Linked DNA regions of Strix aluco: region 1 is linked to region 2. A link is a contact called in public Hi-C data. All regions are on one chromosome and are shown on one strand. The core of a region is the stretch at or near the end of the contact, and the rest is flanking DNA. Distances in the headings are between cores, read along the strand shown. Region 1 holds the start of SLC48A1 (solute carrier family 48 member 1). Region 2 holds the start of LOC141915728 (interferon-induced protein with tetratricopeptide repeats 2-like).

Evidence for each region. Hi-C and Micro-C count contacts between places; a contact is called where the count stands out from the background.
Region 1: a Hi-C map of heart shows a contact between it and region 2, with 8 times the contacts expected there. The contact joins the promoter of SLC48A1 here to the promoter of LOC141915728 in region 2. A contact is called at or near these places in 2 of 2 Hi-C or Micro-C datasets (brain and heart).

What each region holds. Positions count from the first base shown.
Region 1 is chr27:1,438,048-1,445,391 of bStrAlu1.hap1, forward strand. SLC48A1 (solute carrier family 48 member 1) reads right to left here and starts at 3,934. Exons shown (of 3, transcript XM_074807445.1): 1 at 3,778-3,934. The coding sequence starts at 3,916.
Region 2 is chr27:1,283,371-1,290,745 of bStrAlu1.hap1, forward strand. LOC141915728 (interferon-induced protein with tetratricopeptide repeats 2-like) reads right to left here and starts at 2,496. Exons shown (of 2, transcript XM_074807521.1): 1 at 2,363-2,496; 2 at 1-1,490. The coding sequence starts at 2,367. The coding sequence ends at 161.

The DNA of each region.
Region 1 (7,344 bases), core at 2,684-5,183, 160 kb after region 2:
CAGTAAATTATAAAAGCCACTGTGACTAGCTCAAAATGAAATGGCAAACCACCGAGACAGCCAGTATTAACTCAGGAATGACTTTCTGGGTCTCGTGATCAGTCGCTTAAGTTGCTGTCCCTCAGGTTATCAGAAGCACTCGATGGGGTGTTTCTGCCCAAAACCTGGGTATGATACACAAGGTCTGTATCTGATTTAAGATGATCCCAAAATTCCCAAGTATGCATGCCCCGAGGCATATTTAAGATTCGGAGGATTAGTGAGTTGATTTTACTAGGCATTGTGGGGGGGGTTTATTATTATGAAAGCCAGCCGGTAAGACTGGAAAGGTGGTTTGCTCAGCACCTTAAATTATGTGCTTCTGGTTTCATAACCAGAGGTAACTAAGGGCTCCAGCTGCAGACTCATCAGTACGTGGCAATTTTCCCTCCACGGAACTTTAATACTAGGTATTTATTTACTCCAAGTTCTAAGTCTTTAAATTATAGGAAATGTATCAGAGCGACCGAAAGCACAAGCAGCAGCAGAGGGCAGATTTCAGTGCAAAATGCAGCCGGAAAGGTTCTCTAGAAGATAAGCAAAAGATAAATAAGCTGATTACAAAGAGAGATTCCTAATGAGACAGCGATCAGTAGGACTTCTCACAGAGAGGAAGTGTATAAACATCCCAAAACACACGTCCCTGACAAACCAAAGGCACATGAGCAAAAGCTGCAGCAGGCTGCAATCCATCTCGGCAACACAGGCGAGAGAAAAGCAACGACAAACACACAGGAGGCGACGGGAAAACCAGAAAGATAGTTAAAACTAGATAAACATGTACAAACACACACTCGCAGAGGAGGCTGGCAGGCAAAGCCTCGGCTTAATCAGAGGCATATTAACGAGGAACTGCTGCAAAGCTGCCAAATAAACCAGCCGAAACAACTTTCTGCCCCCCCCCCACGGTGTCAGAGCTCCCAGCCACAACAGCCCCGCCTGCACCTCGTCCTCACTTTTGGGAGCTTCTGAATGAAATAGGCACATATAGGCCCAAAAAACCCCACCCCCCCATTTGTGCTCAAGCCCTTGAACCCACCCAGCACAGCAAACCCCTCCGGCGCAGGGGTTTGATTTCGCGCCGCAGCAGCGCGCAGGCTGCGCCCCGGCACCTGAGCTGCGCCCCACGTTTTGGGGGAGAAGCCGTCTGTCTGCGTTTACGGAAACCCGGACAACGTGCAGAAAGTCGCAACGGGTTTATTAGTAGACTAAAGGGCACAAAACAATGCCCGACAATTAACTTTGCAATGGCTGCGCGGCGGAAGATTTCAGCCGCTCGCCCACTTCGTTTCCTGCCATTCTCCACCCGTAGACGTAAGTTCTAGTGAGCACGTTATGATAAAAATCCAGATGATTTAACAAGGCACGCCAGAAACCAAGTGAACGCCCTGCTTACCTGGAGTATCCACAGTGTCTAAGCACAACGCAAAGCTCCTACACACCGTAATTTTTTTTCTTAGAACAATCTTACTTTAGCAAGTAGCCTTAGCTTCAACGCACGGAAAAAACGGCTTTTTTTTGGCTACTCCCCCACGACTAAACAAGCACTTAGCTCTCTACCCGTGCAGGCTCCAGTGGGCAGGACGTGAAATGTTGATTTAGCAATGAACTGAGGGCACAACTCGACTTTAACGTACGCCTGGCAGCAGAACAAATTCAAAAGGTCCTCCCCGCACACGAGGGGTTTTACTCCAGCTCCTCCCTGGCCCCTCCGTCGTGGGGATAACAACGTCTGGGAGACAGCACGCTACAGATCTTCAGCTCAGGGGTGGGAGCCTAAAATAAAAGTCTCATCTCCAATGTCTGGAGAGTATTTCACCTATTGAGGGGCAGAAAAGCGAAGCAGAAGGGCAGGAAAAAGCAGCCATGAATTTCAGATGACAGGAGCTTAAATCAGCTCTAACACCAAAACACACGTTTCTTAATCTGTTTCTCAGGCTTTGTGACTCCACCTACATACACTTCACTGGATATTTGAGAGCACACCAATTCAGAGCCCAACCTAACAAATGAGCATTTTTTGTTTCTTGCTTACCTTGCTCCTTGTTATTTTAACTAGCTTGAATCACCCCCCCGGTCATTAACCAGCGCACAAACCTCATTCTCCCAGCAGACAATAATCTGAGTAACTTCAGCACAGAAAGTACCAGCTGGTTCCTCTCTCTGCTTTCTCAGCAGCCTCCTTCTAGAACACAGATTTCCGAAATTCCTCTGTGAACACAAAGACAGCACGTGCATACAGCATAAAATATTAACTCGCTCTTTTGTTGCGCATTTTTGGGGTACAACACTCCAACTTTCCTTGTGCCACCTAGTAAAGCAAAGGGTTGGAAGATCCCTGCTTAATTCCAACTCCAGCTGGAATTAAAGCTTTTTGGAGGAAGCAGAGAGACAACCACAACCCTGCGCCTCGCAGCTGCTCTGACAGCACAGCCAACACCGAGAGGCGCACGGGAGCACCGGCATTGCTCACCCACCACTACGACTTTCCAGAGTTTAACTTCACTTTCTACGCTTCCTCCAGGTGTTCAGCCAGAGAAACCCGCGAGTTGCTGAGCTGACAGACCAAGCGAGGACTAAGTTCTGCCCCAACACAGTCATTCACTAAGATCCACAACCGGCACGGGCATCTGAATCTCACGATTTTTACAGTTTACAGCTTCTGGCCTCTACGACAAGCAGCCCAAACGCCCATTTCACAGCGTCTGGCACAGATGCTTTCAGCAAGTCTAAACATCAGGAGGCCGGCGTTTTTCTCTTCTGAAAATACAAAGCACACATAAATATAGGTTGCCAGACCAAAATTTTACTAGGAAAGTCAGCAAAGCTTCCACCTGTAACTCTGAAATAAAATCCTCTTTGCTGGCCAGCGCCTGGGGCTTACAGGCAATTTCAGCCTCAATTTTAGAGGTTTTTCCCTGCACGGCACCGCGAGTTACACACCATCACCAGCTGAAGCTTTTCCACCACGAACAGCAAGTTTGCTGGATGTCGTTGCAAAAAACCTTCTTGGGACCAAGGAGAAGACTAGAACAATTCCATCTACACCAGCAGCGGGGTTATAAAATACACAAATTCATTTCCTTTTTTCCTAAGGAGTGAGCATCGAGGCTGTTAACGTGTCCCACAAGCCACAGGTTCGCATTTCGAGTTGCAAATACAGCCGGACACCGTGAGCTGAAGTCCCAAACCAGTTTTATCACAAGTCACTCCCTCACGGGCACAACAAGCCCCTCCGGGAGCTCCTGGGTACATGGGGAAAGCATCACCTGCAACTTCCCGAAACAAAACGCAGCCCGCCCAAGCCCCAAAATCCAACATTATCCCCCACTCTAGTCCCTAGACGGAGCTTTTTCCCCCCCCCTCAATGCCACACGCCCGGTTTGCCGGCCTCGCCCCCACCGCTCCCGGAACACGGCGCCAAGGGCCCCGCCACACGCCCTGGCCTCGACGCCGTCCCCGCGCACCCACCGCCCAGGCGCAAACCGTCGCTTCCCCCCATTTTCAGGCCGTTTGGTGATTTTTGGCGAGCCCCGCCACACACCCGGGCTGGCACCCAGGGGGGCTCTGGGCTCACCCACCCTCCCCCCGCCCTGTCCCCCCTCACCAGCGCTGAGGCGAAGCCACCCCCCCCACCGCCCCTCACCCCCAAAGGAAAGTGCTTCTCGCCCCCCCCCCCCCCGCCCTGAGGGAGCTCCCTCAGCCGGCGGCGCCCCCCCCGCCGCCGCCGCCTCGTACCCGAGAGCCCCCCCGCCGCCGCCGTGGCGGGCTGTCGGAAGGCCGGCGCCAGGCTCCAGGTGAAGAAGGCCGAGAGGCCCATGAGGGCGCCGGCCGCCGCGTAGGCCAGGCGGAGGGCGAGCGCCCGGCTCACCGCCATCGGAGCGCTGCGCCGCCGCCCCGCACGCCGCCCCCCGGCCCCGCCCCGCGCCAGCGCGGCCCCTGGCGGCCGGGCGGACCGAGGGGCGGCCGGGGCGGGGACACGGCGCGGGAGGGGCGGGGGGGGGCGAGGAAATGGGGGGACTCGGGGTGCTCGTGGGGGATATGGGGGTGTGGGGACACGGGGGGTCATGGGGAGTGGGGACACGGTGGGACACGGGGTGGACGTGGGGGATGTGGGGGTGTGGGGACACAGAGGGACATGGGGGACACAGGGGGACATGGGGAGTGGGGACACAGGGTGGGCGTGGGGGACACAGGTGGACATGGAGTATGGGGACACAGGGTGGACGTGAGGAGTGGGGACACGGGGGAACACGGGGTGGACGTGGGGGATATGGGGGTGTGGGGACACAGGGTGGGCATGGGGGACACAGGTGGACATGGGGTGTGGGGACACAGGGGGACATGGGGTGTGGGGACACAGGGGGACACGGGGTGGACGTGGGGGATAGGGGGGTGTGGGGACACGGGGTGGACATGGGGCATATGGGGGTGTGGGGACACAGGTGGACATGGGGAGTGGGGACACAGGGTGGGCGTGGGGGATATGGGAGTGTGAGGACACAGGTGACACGGGAGGACATGGGGGGTGTGAGGACACAGGGTGGGCATGGGGGCACAGGTGGATATGGGAATTGGGGACATGGGGGGACACAGGGTGGATGTGGAAGACATGGGGGGCGTGGGAACATGGGACACACAGGACATGGGGGGCGTGGGGACACAGTGGGTGTGTGGGACAGAGGTGGACATAGGGAGTGGGGACACGGGGGGACATGGAGTGGGCATGGAGGATGTGTGGGGGTGGGGACACAGAGGGACATGGGGGACAAGGGTGGACGTAGGGGAGTGGGGAGACAGGGGGGCATGAGGACATGGGGGGGGGACCTGGGGGACACAGGGGACACGGGGTGCGTCAGAGTGTGGGGACACGGCAGGAGCATGAGAACATGGAGGGACATGGAGGCATGAGGAGATTGGGGTACGGTGATGTGGGGGGCACACAAAAGAGCCACAGAGGACATGGGGACATGGAGGGTCAGAGGGTGTGGGGTTGGGGGGGGGACACCTGAGGCATGAGGACATGGGGACACTGGGAGAGGGGGGAGCACGTGGGGTTGGGGACATTCCCTGCGCAGCTTTTCCTTCCTCTCTTGCGGAGTTTTCCTTCCTCAACCAGCACCATCCTGCTCGGTTGTGGCATTGTGGCTTTGGGGACACCTCATAAGAGTTCTTAAATAGTTTGGGGGCTTTTCTGTTCTCTTTTTCTTTCTTCCTTCCTTTTTTTTTTAAACCATTTTTTCATTTTCTGAGCCACCTGCTGGGTTTCACTGCACTTAAACCCACGAGGCAGAAAGTTGCAGCGGGGATGGAGACGAGAATGGGCTTTTTCCACCTATTTCAAATCAATTATTAATTGCACTTATGTAAGCGACACATCGTCTGCAGCTCAAGGACGGCGGGGACGGATGCTCCGCCCAGAGCCTGGGAATCCATTACTTGCTCTATTCCAGCTCGTAATGTTTTTTCCTTAATTTTCCGGGTTTAGTCTCCACCAAGATGATCTTTCCAGGCCTGGGAGAGCGCAGCTTGGCTGCTGTGCCCGCACGCAGAGGAGTCCCTTCTCTAGATGGCAGCAGCCTCCTTCCCTTTCAGCCTGAGACATCCCTGAACATCTCCCCTTCCCTCCTTCACTTCACCCAGCCAGCTCTTGAAAAGCCTCAAGGACTGAGTTTCTCCGTATATCCCACGTGAACCTCTCCGATTCCAGCCTCCTGCTGTGAACCACCACGGAGAACCTGCCTCCATCTTCTCAATAACCTCCTTGTAGGTGCTCAAGGCTGCTATTACGTGTCCCCAAGACTTTTCTTTAGGTTGAAGAAACCCCATTTCCGCAGCTTCTCCTCATGGAGAAGCTCCAGCTTCCAGCCATGCTCCAGCCTCCAACCGTCTCCGTTGAGTTCACTCCAGTTCATTGATGTCTCTCATATTGGTGGCCCAAAACTGGACACAGCATCCAGTTGCGGTGCAATGAGTGCTGAGTGGAGGGGACCAAGTGATAAACCATCAGAGAACATGGGGAGGATGTGGAGGATCCTCGTTTTCTGGAGGACATGGTGATGAGGACAGTCACGGCGTGTCTGCAGATGTTGACGTTCATTGGGGCTGAGAGATGTGGCTGAGGATTCAGCTCCGCCAGTTCAAGAGCAGGTCACGCGATCTGCGAGCGGAGAAAATGTTTATGCAGTGTGACCGACCCGTGAAGCCTTATCACATTCTTGGCTGAAGAATCGGAAAAATTCACGGGGGAGCTCACCGCAGGGCCCGGAGGAGAAACGGCATTCCTCGGACCGCGCCGTGGGACGTTATTCCGAGCACACCTCACGCCCGAGATGCTGAACGCGCATCGGTCACGGTCACTGGTGAGAACGTGGATAATCCTGCAGCTCGTTTGGGTTCAGCAACGCTGAGCCTCAGCCTGATGCATCCCAGGGCTGAGCACAGTCCTCAGAGACTTGGCGACATTAAGAAAATATCCGGCGCCCTTGGCATGGACGGCTGCAAAGAGCTGCTTGACCTGGGTGCCTTTGGCTGGGGGAGGGACTTGCTGTTAGTGGTTTTTTTAGCGTAAAAGTCTTGAGACCTGCAAAAAACCCTCTTTCCTGACGCCTCCTGCAGCCATCGCAGGAATTCAGATGCTGCGTGCATGTACCTGAAAGCACAATAAGCGGCGTCAGCAAACGCCAGTCAGCTATTCTGTGTCAAAACAGGTAAAATCAGCTCCATCTCTGTTCTCTCTGCCCAGACTCTCCTCACACCTACTTTCTGCCAATTACCCAGCAGAAATTTGGAGACGACTTCTGTAGTGTCATCCCAACTCTGCTGAGTCTGCCCGAACGGCTGCTGCCAGAGACAAAACGATTTTTTGGAATAAATTTTTACAGGTAGAAAACCTCTCCGACCTGATCAGGAACAAGAGAGTCTGTTTTTCCGTAGATGATTGAGGTTCAGATGGATCATTTAGGGAAGATCAGGCCACAGCAGAAAGTCATCCAGAAGGATTTGGGGAGATATAATAAGGGGAGCAGGTTTTTGGGAGCTTGTCTATCACTTAGACCAACCTCAGAGACGGTCAATGTGTCTTTTAAAAGGCTGCAGGAGGGATCTGGAGATCACAAGGGGGTAGATCTGACTCCAGGCTGGGTGATGGGTTCAGGAGATCTTCAGCTGTTCTCATAGAAAACAACAGGACATCGACGTGGGTAAATACTGGGAAAGAGTAAATGCTGCTTTGGAAAGTGGAATGAAGTGGCCTCGTGGATGTAATGTACATCGATTTGTAAACAAATCCATTCTGTTGTGCTC
Region 2 (7,375 bases), core at 1,246-3,745:
GTGTTTTGTGAACGGGCACGGGGATGGTCCGAGGAGCTGATCGAGCCCTTGTGAGGCGATGGGCCTGCTGTGGGAGGGACGGACAGACAGACACTAGTCCTTGATGCCTTCTAGCTTTGCGGAAGGATATCCTGCGTTCTCTGCACTGGGGCTCCCGCTGTCAGTCTAGATCAGTTCCAGCAAATTCAGCGGGCAAGTGGCGGTCGGTCTCGTCGATGAAGCGGTAGAAGGTATCGGCCTCGTCACGGGGGCAGTGCCGCGCCATCTTTATCAGCCTCTGCCCACACTCCTTCCTCTCTCTCGTCATCAGGGGAATTTTGTAACCATCCATAAACTTTGCTTTTGCTTCATCTAATGATTTCTTCTGGTAGAGGAAGAACCTTCCCCAGTAGAGATTAAGGGCTTGAAGGCCTTTGGGGCTCAGGGTGTCCTTTCTCTTCTCCAGGTCCTTGTAGATCTTCTCTTCCTGTGCTGGGTCTCTTGCACCACAGAGCTCTGCTAATTGCAGCTTTGCAAACACGAGCTCAAGGTCTGGATGTTTCTGAAGAATTTGCTTGAGGTCCTTGATAGCTGCCTCCAATATATTATTCTTGTCTTCTTCCTTTGCGTTAAGCCACTGTAGCTTATAGCACTTGGCCAGGGTTTGGTAGAGAAGGTGGTAACCTGGATCCGGCCGCAGGGCTCGCTGTAATACCTCAGCTGCTTTCTCTGTGGACCGTCGTCGCAGCCAGAACAAAGCTGAAGCTTTGAGGACATCAGGATCGGAGCTTTTCTCTGCACTTTCTTTTATCAACCCAATTGATCTTTCTATATCCACTTGTTCAAGTAGCTTGGCTAAATATATCTTGGCTCTGTAGTTATTTGGCTGCTCAAGGATGGTTCTTTCCAATTGCATTCTGGCTCTCCCTGCAATGTCAGGATACCAGAAGTAACAACAGGAGAAATAAAGAGCCATTCCGAGCCCAGCGTGGAAATCTCTGTTCTCCGGCTCAAGCATCAACGCCACCTCAAAGCACTCTCTGGCCCGTTCCCCGTTACGGGCTCTGATGGCCAAGAGGGACCAGCCCTTCTGGGCCTGGATGTACGGGATCAGCCGTGCGTCCCAGGGAGCCGGGCAGAGCCGCTCAATCCGTTCCAGGTAGCTTTCAGCCTCCCGATAAGAGGCCTGGAGGTAGTGAACCCAGGCGTAATTCCCGTAGATAACCACAGACCCGGCCGTGGACGCGTGTGCTCTCAAGGGCTGCTCGCCTGGTCTCTCGTGCTCCTCTTCAGCATCTTTAAGGCTTTGTAGAGCTGCTCCGTCCTGGCCTTTCAGCTGGTGCAGGTACGCCTGCAGCCCCAGGAGAGCTGCCCGGTTTGGGTGGACTGTGTGCTTGATTTCAACAGCCAGCTTCTGCAGGACGTGGGAAGGTTCGACGTGGCCCATTACGCTCAAATGCCAGGTGAAATGGCATTGAAGGGCATCCAGCTTCTCCTTCAGTTGCTCGTTGCTACAAAGAGGAATATGTGGGTTATGAAGAGGCAGCGTGTGGGGGGTGATACCCACAGGGAGCTCTTGGTTGTACAGGAAACAAAAAGGAGGGAGGGGTGGAGGATGGGGCTCTCCCCACTTGCTCTGTGTGTCCCTTGCGCTCAAACTGCTAAAAAACTTGTAAATCTTTGTTCTGATCAGCCCATTTTCAGGGCACCGTCTGGGAGGCTTCATTCCTGGCTTGCTCTTCTGCAAAGGGGAGTCACCAGTGCCTGGAGCCAGGGCTGCTCTTTCATCTTACCTAAGACAAAGGCCCTGGGCTGAGCTGTGAGCAAGGGAGAGTAGAGCCAGCCAAAACCACAGGATCAAACCTTCTGAGCTCCCCAGGAGGAGGAAATGGGGGCTGTGCCGTTGTCTGAAGGGTGCTGCAGGAGATGGCTCAATGAAGAGAGAGTCTAACAAAGGGCCATGAAGATACTGGCCCAGAGCATGTGAGGAAAGGCTGAGAACTGGGACTCTTCAGCCTGGAGAAGAGAAGGCTCGGAGGAGTCTTAGAAATGTATATAAATACCTGCAGGGAGGGTGCAGAGTCAGAGCCAGGACAAGAAGCAATGGGCACAAACTGAAAGCTTTTCTTTGAGCTGTGAGGATGACAGAGTACGGGCAGAGGGTGCCCAGAGAGGTTGTGCAGCCTCCTCCATCCTTGGAGATACTCAAAATCCCGTCCAGACGTGGTCACGGGCAACCTGCTCTGGGTGGACACGGTGACTCCTGAGGTCCTTTCCAACCTTGCCCATCCTGTGGTTCTGAACAAGGACACTCTGCTGAGCCTTGGCAACCCAAACCCACTTTTTCTGGGAGCTGTTACGAGAATAGAAACTGTGCACTCACCTCATTGATGCCGTGGGTGTAGTGTCACCGTCCGGGAGCGGTGGCTGGGGCTGCGCCTCTTCCACGCCGCGGCGGATACGCTGGGTAGTACCGGCTCTGCAAGCTGTTGACTCAAACAGAGATAGCACTTCTGGCCGGGGTCTGATTAAAAAATGTCTCTTGAGTGAAACAAAACTGGAAGAGAAAAGCTTAACACAGGAAAGAAACTATTCTGGTCGTCCTGAAGCTGGTATCTTCCTTTCACAAAATGGGGCTGAGGCCTGGATAAACAAGAAAGGAAATCCAGTGGCCAGAGCCGCAGGATCTGAACTCAGCCCTCGAGACCTTCTCCCCGCTGAAAAGGACTTTGTGAGCATTAAAGCTTTTCAAAAGTAACAGGGCTGAGGTGGGAGAAGAGAAGGATAATGGGCTACGGAATGTAAATACGACATTGCCGTTGTTGAAAGGCCACAGGCTCTGTAGGACCCTGGCACTGGGGCTTGTCAGCCTGGTTTTGCCTGGATCTGCCCTGACCCGCCTGGATCTGCCGTGGTGTGGTTTGTTTAGCTTGTTCACCTGTAACAGCGACCGCCTAGCAACAAGGTGGCTGTTACCCACTTGATTTTTAGCAATTGAATTTGCAGTTCTGTGTAACCGGGAGGTACAAGGGCTGTGCCCGTGATAAATCCGTGAGGAGCGAGTGGTGCTGACGGTCACTGAGCAGGGGGTGGCCCCAGGGCTACTGGTGACTCCTCGGTGATCCAGAGCTGATTACTGAAGAGCAGTTTTGGCAGGTGACAGAAACCGGTCTTAGAGGTAATGATGAAAGGTTAAAGATTAAAACAAAAGAAGCATTTCACAGGACAAGGCTTTGGGAGGGGATAACAGGCTCAAAGATAGTAGAGCCTTGCAGAAGGAAGAAGATAAAGGAACAGAACCTTGAATCCAGGAACAAGGAAACCTCTCTTGGTCATGTGCTCAGAGATACCATAGAGACTTGCCCAAGCTGTCTCCTTTAGATGAATTTAGCTCATTGTCATGTGACAAAACCACACCTCTTGATGAGAAACAGCCCCCTACTCAGGTATGACCCCCACCCTTTGTGTTTGCACAGAATGATGCAAGGACACCGTGGCTTTAAACGGAGCCAGGACATGTTGGTAACCAAGAGGAACAGAGTGACAACAAACCAACCACTGGTCACTGCCTGAAACCTGCGTTCCAGTAGTTTGAGGTGTATAAACACGTCGCTTGCCGGTGTGCGGTGGGCTAGCGCTGTGGGATTGCCACCTGGCACCCGTCTCTACGCGGATGCGGATTAAATAAACATCTCCACTCTGTGTGGTCTTTGGCTCGTGGCATGCTGGGTCAAAGAACCCAAATTTTGGGACAACAGTAACAGAAAAAATATAGGTAAAACACAGGATGCACACTATATCTGGATGTAACATGGAATTGCAGGTCTTTGAAGACAGATGCAAGTATAGAGAGTAATGGAAAATATATTGAAACCAGCTCCAAGTAGACCCTGAACTGAGGAGGAATAAACAATCAACCCATCACTCTCGTTTTTCCCCCCTCAGGATGCTGACGAGTCGCTGCAGCAATGCAAAGGAAGAAGGGAGAATTTATCATTAGAGCGATGGCGCAGATATTTTTGCCTATTGTGTTTGCTTTTTTTCCTATTACTGACAACCTTTAAAAGAAATTGAGTAATTTGGGTATTAGTTGTTAGCACTGCTGTAACTGGATGAATGGTAAGTGATTGCTGTATCTCGATTAGACCGAGGCATTAATTAGACTACCAGTAAGTTCTAATTCTTGAATCCCCACGTAAGCATCTTCTTTCTGTGCGGTTTGGCTTGCACAAGCTGCTTCTCTGTTGCCTGTCGTGGCCAGGATGGGGCCGTGTGAGTCGGGCGATGGACAGAAGTTTTGACTCCCTGGGGCAGGGGCTGAGCTGGGCTGTGGGCAGCGCTGGCAGAACCGAGGAGAAATTCAGAGCTCGAGTCCCTCAGGCCTCGGCAGTGGCTCTTGGCTCTTTCTCCTGCTAATATTAGGACTGCTTTGAGGAAGATTACGGTTCTGTGAAATAGCTATTAATATCATACAAAGCTTGGATGGAAGTCAAAAATAACAGCAAATGAGAAAACTACTAACCACAGAGCCAAACAGGAAGTACAGGCAAGGCTTGGTGTTGTGAAAGATAAACGGTGGGAAGGAAAAGCGAAAGAGCTGCAATAAGACGCAGAGAAGAAAAATACAAATAGCTATGGAGAGAGCATGGAAACAGTCCTTGGCTCCAAACCGGTTACGTTACATCAAGTAATGCTGATCGAATTCTCTGAGCTGATTGAAAGGAAATCCTGGTTTATTGGCCCAGACGTTTCCCGAGTTTGGAAAAACACCCGTCTGTCACAAAGTTCCTCTGCTGCCTGCTCGGGAGCGGAGGGGGCTTGAACCAGCCCGGTACTGTAACCCCCCTCGCTGCCTTGGAAAGGAATCTGCTTGTCTTCCTCCCGAGTCTGTTCCTTTACCCACAGCGGGCTGTTACTGGGCAAGACTGGACGGCTGAGCCCTGGTTTTCATCTTCCTTTGTAACAGCTATTGTACTTGCCATAATCTAGCAGTAGAGAGACGTGGTGTGGGCTGTAGGAATAAATAATCTTTATAAGACCAAATGAACTGATTAGGAAATGCAGAGAGGGCCAGCAGGCTCACAGCCCTTTATCAAGCAGGAAAAGGAAGAACAAAAATCCGGACTCAGCCTGATTCTTGTTGGGCACAATGAAGGGGCTCTGAACCCCCAAAGTCATCTGCAGTGGGAAGCAGGAGGGGCAGAGCCTGGAAAAGCTGCTCTGAAAACTGTGCCTGCGGGGTTAGGACGTCGCAGGGAGCTTCAGCTGAGCAGCAACGGCCAGAACTAAAACCACACTGAGGTGCAGCAGCAGGGTTTCCCTGACAGAGTTTGAGTCCTGGCTGAATATTTAAAATCTTTTGTTAATCGCAGCTAAAACTTCCCCTTTGGCATCGAAGTACAGGTGAGGCTTCTCGGAGTAAGAACAGGGAACAGAAAGGTGGTTCCCGTCTCTGTTACACCTTTTCAGATCACGTCGGCTCTGCTGCTCCGGGCTGCACCACTTGCAGTTCTGCGTGGGGACGTACACGCTCCTCCGGGGGCGAAGGTGGCGAAAGCAGAGTCGTGCTGGAGTAGCAACACTTGCACAGAGGCGTTTGATCCGCAGCGTTGCTGGTCGCTGGACAAACCCCTGCGCTGACGAAAGCCCAGGCTCTCCACCTGCTCAGGAGCCAGAGGGTATGCAGAGGATTGCAGTGTCTTTTCCGAGACCAAACTAGGTAACATTTCGCCCAGACAGGGGCTTCTGTACTTCGGAGATGCCTGTTGTCCTATACCGTAAGACAGTCGCTCTATCCCCAGGCTCTCCTTCAGCGGTTTGTGCCGGCAGATGGCAGAGGGTTTCCACCGAGGAGCTGTAGGACGCGAGGTGGGGGTGTCTGCGCTGCCATTCCTCTCTCCAGCCTGTGAATACGCTTTTGCACCACTTTTAGATTTCTGCCTCACAGCTGGATTATTTTTTAACAATATTCCAGTTTTTCTCCCCGCCCCCTTATTTGGATGAAAAGATCTATATTTAGAAATGTGGCAGTTTCCCTTGGGTGTAAACAGGGAGGGAAAACAGAGCGGGACTTTAGAGCGTGAGCTGCCTGTGGAGGGCATTCAGCCTTCTGCACAACTGAGCTGGGAAGGGCCCAAGAAAACGACCGGGCAGCAAGCTTAAAATGAAAAAGGAAATATTTTTTCCATATAACGTATACTGAAACTGTAAGAGCAGCGTTGTGTAACAACAACCTCTGCCTCACCAAAATATTTGACCTTGTTTTCAAACGCTTTGAATGTACCACAGAGAACAGCCTCTCTGTGCGTGCCCTGATTATTACACTCACCCAAATTACCTGATACTGGAAATGAGATATATCGAATTCCTCCAGATCAAGGTGGCCCAGACATTCAGCTTTCCTGATACCTGAGCATCAGATGACATGTAACCTCCAGAGACTGGATTTGCTGCTGTGGGATGACGCAGGGAGCTCTGTCTGGAGATGGCAGTGAAGGGCATCGCTCCAGACACTCCTGGCTCCCCCCAAACCTGCCAGGGGCTGCTTATGAAACTGCGTCTTCCATAACCTGCAGCAGGAGCTGGGTAACATCTCGAGCATGCACAAAGGGCAGAAAAAGGGAGCTGTTAAGCATTTCAAAATTTTAGACTGAAATACCTCCCTGAAGTGCCTATCTCTCCTGAATTAATCTATCTCCAAAAATACGAGGATTCAACTGTTTACAGCTTGGCAAGCCAATGAGGCCACTGCAGAGGCTTGATCAACAGGAGAAAAATAATTCTAAGGAAAAGAAAATAGATGATAGTGAGGGGTTCAGTTAACTGACCTCAAAAACACAGCCCTCAGTGGCTGCTGTCTACGTGACCGCCTCACCATCTCGCACGTACAAAGGGTACGTCTGCGAAGTGCTGGAAGACACCCTGATAGCAACGAACTCCCCTGGCTCCTCAGGGAGGGCTTCTTATCTCCAAGAGCAAAGCCTTCCCTTCTATCAGCACTTAGAGAGACACTCAACTGTCTTCCAACTGCTCTGATGCGGTGATAAGCCCAGAGCATTTGCTGCTCAGCGAGGTTGGGAAACTCCAGAGCACCAGGGGCTGGTCTAGGCCAGGCGGCTCGGCCGTGGAGAGCAGCAAACCCCTGCCCTAAGCCTGCAGGAGGGTTGGGATCCAGAGGGCTGTCCCCACCTCTCCATTTTGACCCAGCTCGCTGCCCGCAAGGGGCTGTAGCCTCTGTGCCGTCTCCCAGGGCCGGGTGGTGCAGGGCAACACGCAAACGCAGGGGGCCAAAGCCAAAAGTGGCTCTTAGGGACGAGCCCCTTGTCCTGTGTGCAAGGAAGAGAGCTGGCTGGAGAGCCCAGAAATAAGACAAGACCTGCGCTTCTCAGGAGCCCAC